Linked DNA regions of Mus musculus: region 1 is linked to region 2. Evidence: chromatin contacts called from public HiChIP or PLAC-seq data. All regions are on one chromosome and are shown on one strand. The core of a region is the stretch at or near the end of the contact, and the rest is flanking DNA. Distances in the headings are between cores, read along the strand shown.

The links. HiChIP or PLAC-seq counts read pairs in DNA pulled down with a chosen protein or histone mark.
Region 1: an H3K4me3 HiChIP or PLAC-seq map of embryonic limb bud shows a contact between it and region 2, with 4 times the contacts expected there. The contact joins the enhancer-like site here to the promoter of Tbx18 in region 2. A contact is called at or near these places in 9 of 39 promoter capture datasets (the 3T3-L1 cell line, 3T3-L1-derived adipocytes, cranial neural crest and 5 more), 6 of 484 Hi-C or Micro-C datasets (3T3-L1-derived adipocytes, cerebellum, cranial neural crest and 2 more) and 8 of 115 datasets of contacts at active chromatin or transcription factors (craniofacial prominence, embryonic forebrain, embryonic hindbrain and 5 more).

The regions. Positions count from the first base shown.
Region 1 is chr9:87,442,321-87,446,218 of GRCm38.p6, reverse strand. No RefSeq gene overlaps it. Among named protein-coding and RNA genes, the nearest start is that of Cep162, 190 kb to the right of the region's middle. Within about 2 kb of position 2,143, at least 5 of the 459 cell types and tissues checked have an H3K27ac peak or open chromatin away from gene starts, as enhancers often do. A contact at or near this core is called in embryonic limb bud, neural tube and second pharyngeal arch cranial neural crest, where this site is marked.
Region 2 is chr9:87,728,842-87,732,771 of GRCm38.p6, reverse strand. It overlaps Tbx18 (T-box18), which reads left to right and starts at 1,512. Exons shown (of 8, transcript NM_023814.4): 1 at 1,512-2,237; 2 at 3,107-3,311. The coding sequence starts at 1,928.

The DNA of each region.
Region 1 (3,898 bases), core at 894-3,393, 290 kb after region 2:
GAGGAGAATAAACAATGGCTAGATAATCAATATGTACATCGAACAGGCTGCCTGACTATAAGAAGTGCTAAAAAGAAGATAAAGTTGGTCATGCAAGAGGAAGTTACCTGGAAGAATTAGGACCAGGTGAGGGTGTTGGTATTTGTGCTTTCAGGTCAGGATGCTCAGGAAGACTTCACTGCAAAGGCAGGTGACACTTGGAAAAGCAGGGTGTTTGTGTTGGAACTGTCTAAAGAATGAGCATTCCAGACACAGAGAGGACAGAGACAGAGGCACAAAGGAAGAGCGTGCCTGTTGTATCACTGGAAAAGTGGATTCTAGATTACCACCTTAGAATGAAAGATGTATGTGTCAGGGTTCTCTAGAGGAACTGAGCTGCAGAATTAATCTTCATCCATATAGAATCTCCATCTATAGACCACAAGCTGTGGTCTAGCTAGTTCAACAATAGCTGTCTAGCAATGGAAGATCCAAGAATCCAGTACTTATTCAATCCATGAAGCTGGATATCTCAGCTGATCTTCATTATCCACCAGAATTTCCAAGAAGTCTCTAATGATAATAAAGGAATAGACCTGTCTGTGAGGCAAGACAGAGAACAAGCTTCCTCCTTCCATGTCCATTATATATGCTGCCTGCAGAAGGCATGCCCCACATTTAAAATGGATCTGCCCAACCAAAAGATCCAGATTAAAAGTGAACCTTCCTACTTCGAATAAATTAATAAGAAAAAAAAATCTTCCTCACAGGTGTATCCAGCCTCCTGAGTTTCAGCTAATTCTACATGTGGTCAAGTCGCCAACCAAGAACAGCCATCACAAGACCCTTGTGGATTGAACATTCTTCTTTCAATTCAAATAATTTCAATTATTTCAGATATGCCTGGAATTCATTTATCTTCAAAGAAACTTCTCATTAAAATTATGCTACAAAAATCTACAACCTTTCTCCTAGACTCTTTTTGTACATGGGTTTAAATTTTTATTAGATGACAAAACCAGTATAACTAGAAATGGGATATGCTAAAGGTTCTGTGGTTCCCTTCAGTAACTTACTGGCCATCTGCATAAATAGCTGAGTTCTTTCTTCATATCCCATGTTCAAGGCTTTTGGATTTTGCTTTCAAAGCAACTTACAACCCTCATGTTAACGGAAGCAGGAATTATCATTCAAACAGAGAAAACCCAGTGAGGTTTTGTTAAATTGACACAAGTGACTCTGGGCAGGCATTTTGTGACCCTCCAGATGATAAGTCTTTGATATGCACAGTGATTTAACACAAGTTGGCCAGTGTTAGAACACAGTTCCTTCCACTTTCAGACCCATGCAGTTTGAGTGGGATTGTCTGGTGGATTAAAAAAAATTTCAAAAAAAAGAATGACTCAAGGTATTCATAATTTTTACTGGACACCTTTCACCGATTATAAATGCTGAGTGTTGATGCTAAAACATTTTCAAGCATCTTATGTATTTTTGTGGAGATTTTGTGTATGCATGTACAGCAGAACACAACTTTCAGGAGTCCATTTTGTCACCATGTAAGTCCCAAGATCAAACTCCAGTTATCCAGCTTGTCTGAAAGTGAGTACCCCACCAGTCCCCAAAACACATTTAATCCTTAAGACTATGGCAAAGCCAAAGAACTATCAAAAAAATATTAAGACCTGGTTAATTTCAGTAAAATGTCTCCGCTTTTAACATCCAGAAAACCTAGATGTTGGAATGAAGAAACTCCACAAGCCCACGATTTGAAGTAACTGCAAGATTCAAGGACAACAAGAGAAATCTACTGAAATTCTTCCTGAATTAAAGTCTGGGGAAACTTTGACCTTTTGGTTGATATCACGGGTGGACAGATGTCTAAATCTTTTGGAAAAAATGAACTCCAGCATCTGCCAGCCAGTTCTTTTGTTTGGTTGGTTGGTTGGTTGGTTTTATGTTGTTTTGTTTGTACTGTTGGCTAGAAGGTAGAAAAGTGAGGTTTGAAATGAGAGTTGATGGCTTTCTTTGCACACCTGTATGGAAGGCAGCCCTGTACGCTGGTGGCACACTCCCGACATCTGCTCCTTTCATTGGACTGAGCTGTAAATTGAAATTCCATTGCAATGTTTTGAGAACCAGTTGAAGTCAGGAGACCGTCAGAAACCCTCTTTAAACTCACCCTTATCCAAACAGGAAACTGACCCTTGGCCCCTGGACGTAACAGTACACCAGTGGAAATTTCATTATCCCCGTTTCAGCTGAGCTAAGTGAAAATTAATTGTGTAATTATCTGGATGAGCGCATGTGTAAAATTTTACAATGTGCCGGTTAGATTAAGTAACGTGTTAGTGGCGTGGTTTAGTGCAGAGTCAAAGCTGTCCTGTAAAAGATGGAATAAAAGAAATCCAAGAAAGTTGGCAAGGGGAAAACATATGTCAAAGAACATGCCTAACATGAGAAACTAATGTTAAGCATCACTCCATAACCTGATAAAAATCTTATCCTCCCTGACCATAGGTGGATCTGACAAGGGTTGGGGAGAGGGGATCTGCACATCTGTGTGTGTATGTATATGTGTGTGGTATGGTACGCATGTGTATGAACACATGGGGACCCTTGTGTAAATGCCCTCCATTTATTGCAATTAAATAATGAAGTTGCTACTGAAATATTTGGTTTGCCCACATTGATGAATCTGAGTTAATAACTCTGTTAACAAGTCTAAATAGTAGACATACAGACTAGAGGCTGCTCAGTAGCTGGCTCTCAGAGTTCTTCTAGAGCCTTCTTCACACAAGGTATGAGAAGAGATTTAACAGTGACCCATCAGAGTCTTCAACATGAAAACTTGCTTTCTTTTAGAGAGATTTTAAAGAACTTTCATCCAGAGATTTCCCCTTACCCCCACCCACCTTTCATACAGACAGAGATACAGACAGACAGACAGAGACAGACAGAGACATAGACACACAGAGAGATGTTTTATGGAAGCAATTTTCATTTCAAAGTCTCTGGAAAGCTTACCTAACAGTTTCTGAAAGAAAAGTAGTGGATGCTTTTAGAAAGTGACTATAGTTTTTAAACAGCAGCTGAGCAGTGTGCCAACCTTTCTCAGTTCCTAATGTGGGTTTTCATGATGTGGGACCTTGGCAGATCCAGCAACTCATTCGTGATTCTTGCCAATAAAGCAGGTCTCCTGCTTTCTCCTTCTTTGTACTGCTTAGTCTCCTGAAGGCTGTGTTTATAGTAGCGAGCCGGCTGAGAGGCATTAGTTGTTGTTGTTGTTGTTGTTGTTACTTTGTTTTGTTTTGTTTTGTTTTTTAACCACAAACTTCAGAAATGAAGCTTCCACAAGAAAAGAATATTAACAACCCCTCCCCCGCAAACACACAAATATACACACTGTGTTTACCCTTTTCTTAAAAATTGATTTAATGACTTTCTAGCACTATAAGCCATCATAAAGACTTTACTATAGTACTCTCAGGAGTAGTACACACTTCCTGAGAAGAGTGTACAGTGTGGAAACCTGACTGAAAGCAAGCATGCTTCGGGCCTCAGACTTCAGTAAGAGCATTCAAAGGGTGAAGGGGAACCTTAGGTCAGGGAACTTCAGCTTCCTCAGGAAAATGGGACTGTTGGCAAACTTATATTTTACCAGAGTGTTTGGGAACTTTTTCTGTAAGATATATGCTTTGTAAAAACTAATAGCTTTCCTCAGAGGTATTCACACACACACACACACACACTGATCTCTCCTCATTATTGCCCCTTCAGCATGTCCCTTGGTATTCACACACACACACACACACAAACACACACACACAGAGCCTTCTCACTACTGCCCCTTCAACATGCCCTTTGGTACTCACACACACACATACACACACACACACACACACCCACACACACACCC
Region 2 (3,930 bases), core at 263-2,762:
AACCCAGAACTTTCCAGGCTGCCTCTTCAAGCTTTCTGGTTGGCTCCCGCTTTAGGCCAAACTTCACTAACCGGGTTGAACTTATTCAGGATACCACATCACCCTACACTCTGATGAGTCTGCGAGAGCTTCTCCAGACAGCTTCAAGCCAGTAGGCTACACCGGCTCCCAGTGCCCCAAATAAAACAATGTCTTCCAATTGAACGCATTTTTCAGGCATTTAAAAATCTGCATCCACAGCAAAGATATTACCAAGTCCTTTCTGGCCCAGGCCTTGCAGGCGCCTCTAGGCACTCGCTGCTTGGTTCAATTTCTTCCCAGCACTCCAGTCCTGAAGGAACTGCAGGTTTCTCTATCTATGATTTAAAAACAAAACCCTCCTTCCGGGGTTGATGGTACTTTCAGAGGCCATTTTCCTGAATGCCGAGGAGAAGCCAGAAGAAAGCTAGGACTGCAGTGTTTAAATGAACATCGAATAAAGGAGGCAAAGCAAAATGAAACAAAACGAATCGTCCCTGGCCTATTTTATACTAAAGATTTGTGCACATAGTGAATTTTATTCTACAAGTGATTTTTTTTATTATCCCCATCAAACCCACATCCTGTTAATCCTAAGAAAATGTTGAGTTTAAACAACAGAACTGCACATACATGTTTGCGATCGTTCAATTCTAGAGTTCTGCTTTCTTTTGAATTTATTTTAAAGAAACACGCCGATTAAAAAAAAAAACCAATATGAATACGAAGCTACTTTTAACATACAGAACTTTCAAAAAACATACAGAAATTCATAAAACATGGTTTACTTTGTGAAGTTTTGAAGTTAAACCTATATCATTAAAGACAAACAGAATTAAAATCCCAGGACCTACGTTTTAAAATAATTAGTCCTAAATAAAAGGAGACACCTTTCCTGAATCGGTTATATGAAGGTCTGAGAGATATTACAATGATTAATTTTTAAATCTAAAAAATATCAAATATGCGTAAACTCATCTCACGTAAGAAAAAAATCTTCGGAGTAAGATTCAAGCCCGTGGTCATTCTCTCCATACAGTGGGCATCAATAGATGCAGGAATGTTTAAGTGAGAAACAACAAACTGTTGGCTGTAAGTTCCTGCCTCCTCCAAATGTACTTCTTAGCCCCATGGACAGGGATGAGAGACCGGAGATTTAAGGGTCCTTGAAAGATCCTCTATACTACTAGTTACGGATCTCTTTTCTCGGTTAAACCCTGAGGCTCAGCCTTTCCTGGTCCTGATAAGAAAAGCCTGAGAAGCGACTGGGTTGGCGGGTGTCAGCAAAAGAGGGTTCAGCTTTCTAGAGACTGGCAGAGACGAGCCAGATGGCGGCGCTTTTCGGTCTGAGATTTTCCGACCTTGTAAGGAAGTGGGCGCGGGCTGAGCGGAGTTAGATTCTCCTGATTGGTAAACCGTTTCGGTGATGGACAGCTCCATAGGACCCTCCCCCGCCGCTTTATTGACACTAATGAGCAAGTTCTTCCCACCGCTCTCCTGCCTTGAAGTGCTGACAGATCAAGGCAACAAATTTCAATTACAATCCCTAATTTGTGTCCGCAGAGTGTTTTTTTTTTCCCCGTGTTAGTCCTCTCGGGCTCATCAGTCGAGGCAGATCTTGGAGCAGCAGGAGGAGGTGGAGGGTTTGGGAGTCAAGAAGTGCATCATTGAACTCGAGGGAGAGACAGAGGGAAGGAAACTTGGCGGCCGCGTTCCTGCTTCCTCGGATCCCAACGCCAGAGAAAGAGGAAACGGCAAATTTGTTTTTGCCCGCAGCTAGGAAGGGGACAGATCTCGGGAGGCATCGGGAGCTGCGGAGCGTTTGGTGGGGGGCCAGGAGGGCGAGCGCGTGCGTGCGCCCCAGCCGCGAGTATATGAGAGAGGGGCGAGCGGGCTCGGGGAGGCGGGGATGGCGGAGAAGCGGAGGGGCTCACCGTGCAGCATGCTAAGCCTCAAGGCGCACGCCTTCTCTGTGGAGGCACTGATCGGCGCCGAGAAGCAGCAACAGCTTCAAAAGAAGCGGAGAAAGCTGGCCACGGAAGAGGCGGCGGGGGCGGTGGAAGACGCAGGCTGCAGCCGTAGCGGAGGCGCGGGGGAGCACGGCTGCTCGGAGGCCGACGAAGAAGCGGCTGCCCCGCCGCCGGCAGCCGGGGCGGCGTCCGGGCCAGCGCGGAGCTGCGCGGACGCGGAGCGGAGCTGTGGCTCCCGCGGAGCGGCGGGTGAGTCGATCGATCCCTTCCTGCCCCAGCGGCTTCCCGGTGCGTCTCCGCCCGGCTCCCGCGAACCTGAGCTTCGGTGAGGCAGCGCTAGCGCCCGCTCCTCCCGGGCCTCCGCCGCCGAGCCCCGGGGGCAGGCGTTGAGCCGTCGGCCCCGCACACCGTCCATCCGCGGCTCTCTGCCCGGCTCGGCGGGCTGCCGCCGTCCTCGCCTCTGCGCCGGGAGGGTTCGAGCCCAGGGCTGCCGCTGCTTTTCACTTCTCTAAGTTTTAGGGGCCCCCGGGGCGCGTGCGGGAGGGCGCGGGCTAAAAGCGCGGAAAAGGGCTCGGACGCCCAGAAGTTGGGTGCGCCAACCGGGGAGGCGGCGGCGAGCTCGCCCACACTCTCTGCCCTTCTGAACGCGGAGCGCTACTCCTCCGGAGCCCAGGGCGCCTCGGGGCGGGCTTTTAGCTCTCTTCTATCCGCTGTGCTGCGGGGCCCGGAGAGCCAGCAGCCCGGAGGATTGCCTGGAGCGGGGTTTGGGGAAGTTCTCAGAAAGTGCCTCGCGCGAGGCCCAGAGGCCCGGCGGCCTCCTGGGGCGGAGGGAGGAAGGGGTGACCGGAGCAGATCCCGGCAGCGGCCGCAGTGAGATCTGCGCCCAGGGACAGTGAGCTCGGGGACAGGTCTCAGGCCCACAAGGCGGGGCGCATGGGGAGTTTGCGGGCCTGGCTCTGGGACATAGGAACTCGGTGGGACCCTAAAGGCCTCAAGGCAACTCCGATCGCCCCGCGCGGCAGGACTGCGGGCAGCTGTCCTAGGGCCTGGCCCTGAGATGATCCTCAAGGCCGGATCGCCCCCTCACTGCTTCCCCGTCTCTACCCTCTGCTGTCCAGGCAGCTGTGAGGATGGCTTCCTGCAGGGCGCCTCCCCGTTGGCATCCCCGGGAGGCTCCCCGAAAGGGTCTCCCGTACCTGGCTTGGCACGACCGGGGACCCCGCTGCCCGCGCCGCAGGCCCCGAGAGTAGATCTGCAAGGAGCGGAGCTCTGGAAGCGCTTTCACGAAATAGGCACCGAGATGATCATCACCAAAGCCGGCAGGTAAGCTTGAGTCTCCGTGTGTCCTGGGACTTTGGCCTCACCGGACCCTGGCCGCAGCTCTGACCCACCCAACAGGGCCCCAGACAGTAGCTTCCTTTCTAAATCTTTACTGCTTTCTTTCCCAAAGCACTGTCGAGGAAGGGCGCATCCCGGCCCAGTTTCATTTAGGTCTGAAAGATCTTTGTCAAGTTGGGTGCTACAGCCTTAGCGATCCATGCTCTGGGTTAGGGAGTGTGAAGTAGTTACAGGTATGTCATGTGCACCTCAGTTTACATTTATTTAGGCTCTAGTTATCAGTCCTGAACTAGGTTATACATGACCTCTCCTGTTTTAGTTATTTTTTATTTTAATAGTATTTTTTAGCATACTCCGATTTCTTTTTTTTAAATTCAAAACTTCCAGATTGGTCCCAGCACCCAGTCCATGGTGTATTGTGTTATTCTGATATTAGGCTACCATGAAAAGTCACTATGGTCATGTTTAATCATGTATCAAGAATCATTAGTCTGATTTTTAAAACTGTAGACACCACACACACACACACACACACACACACAGTCCACTACCTTAAATTAATAGAATGCAAAAACGTTGGAACGAAGTTAATGTTTTTTTTAGA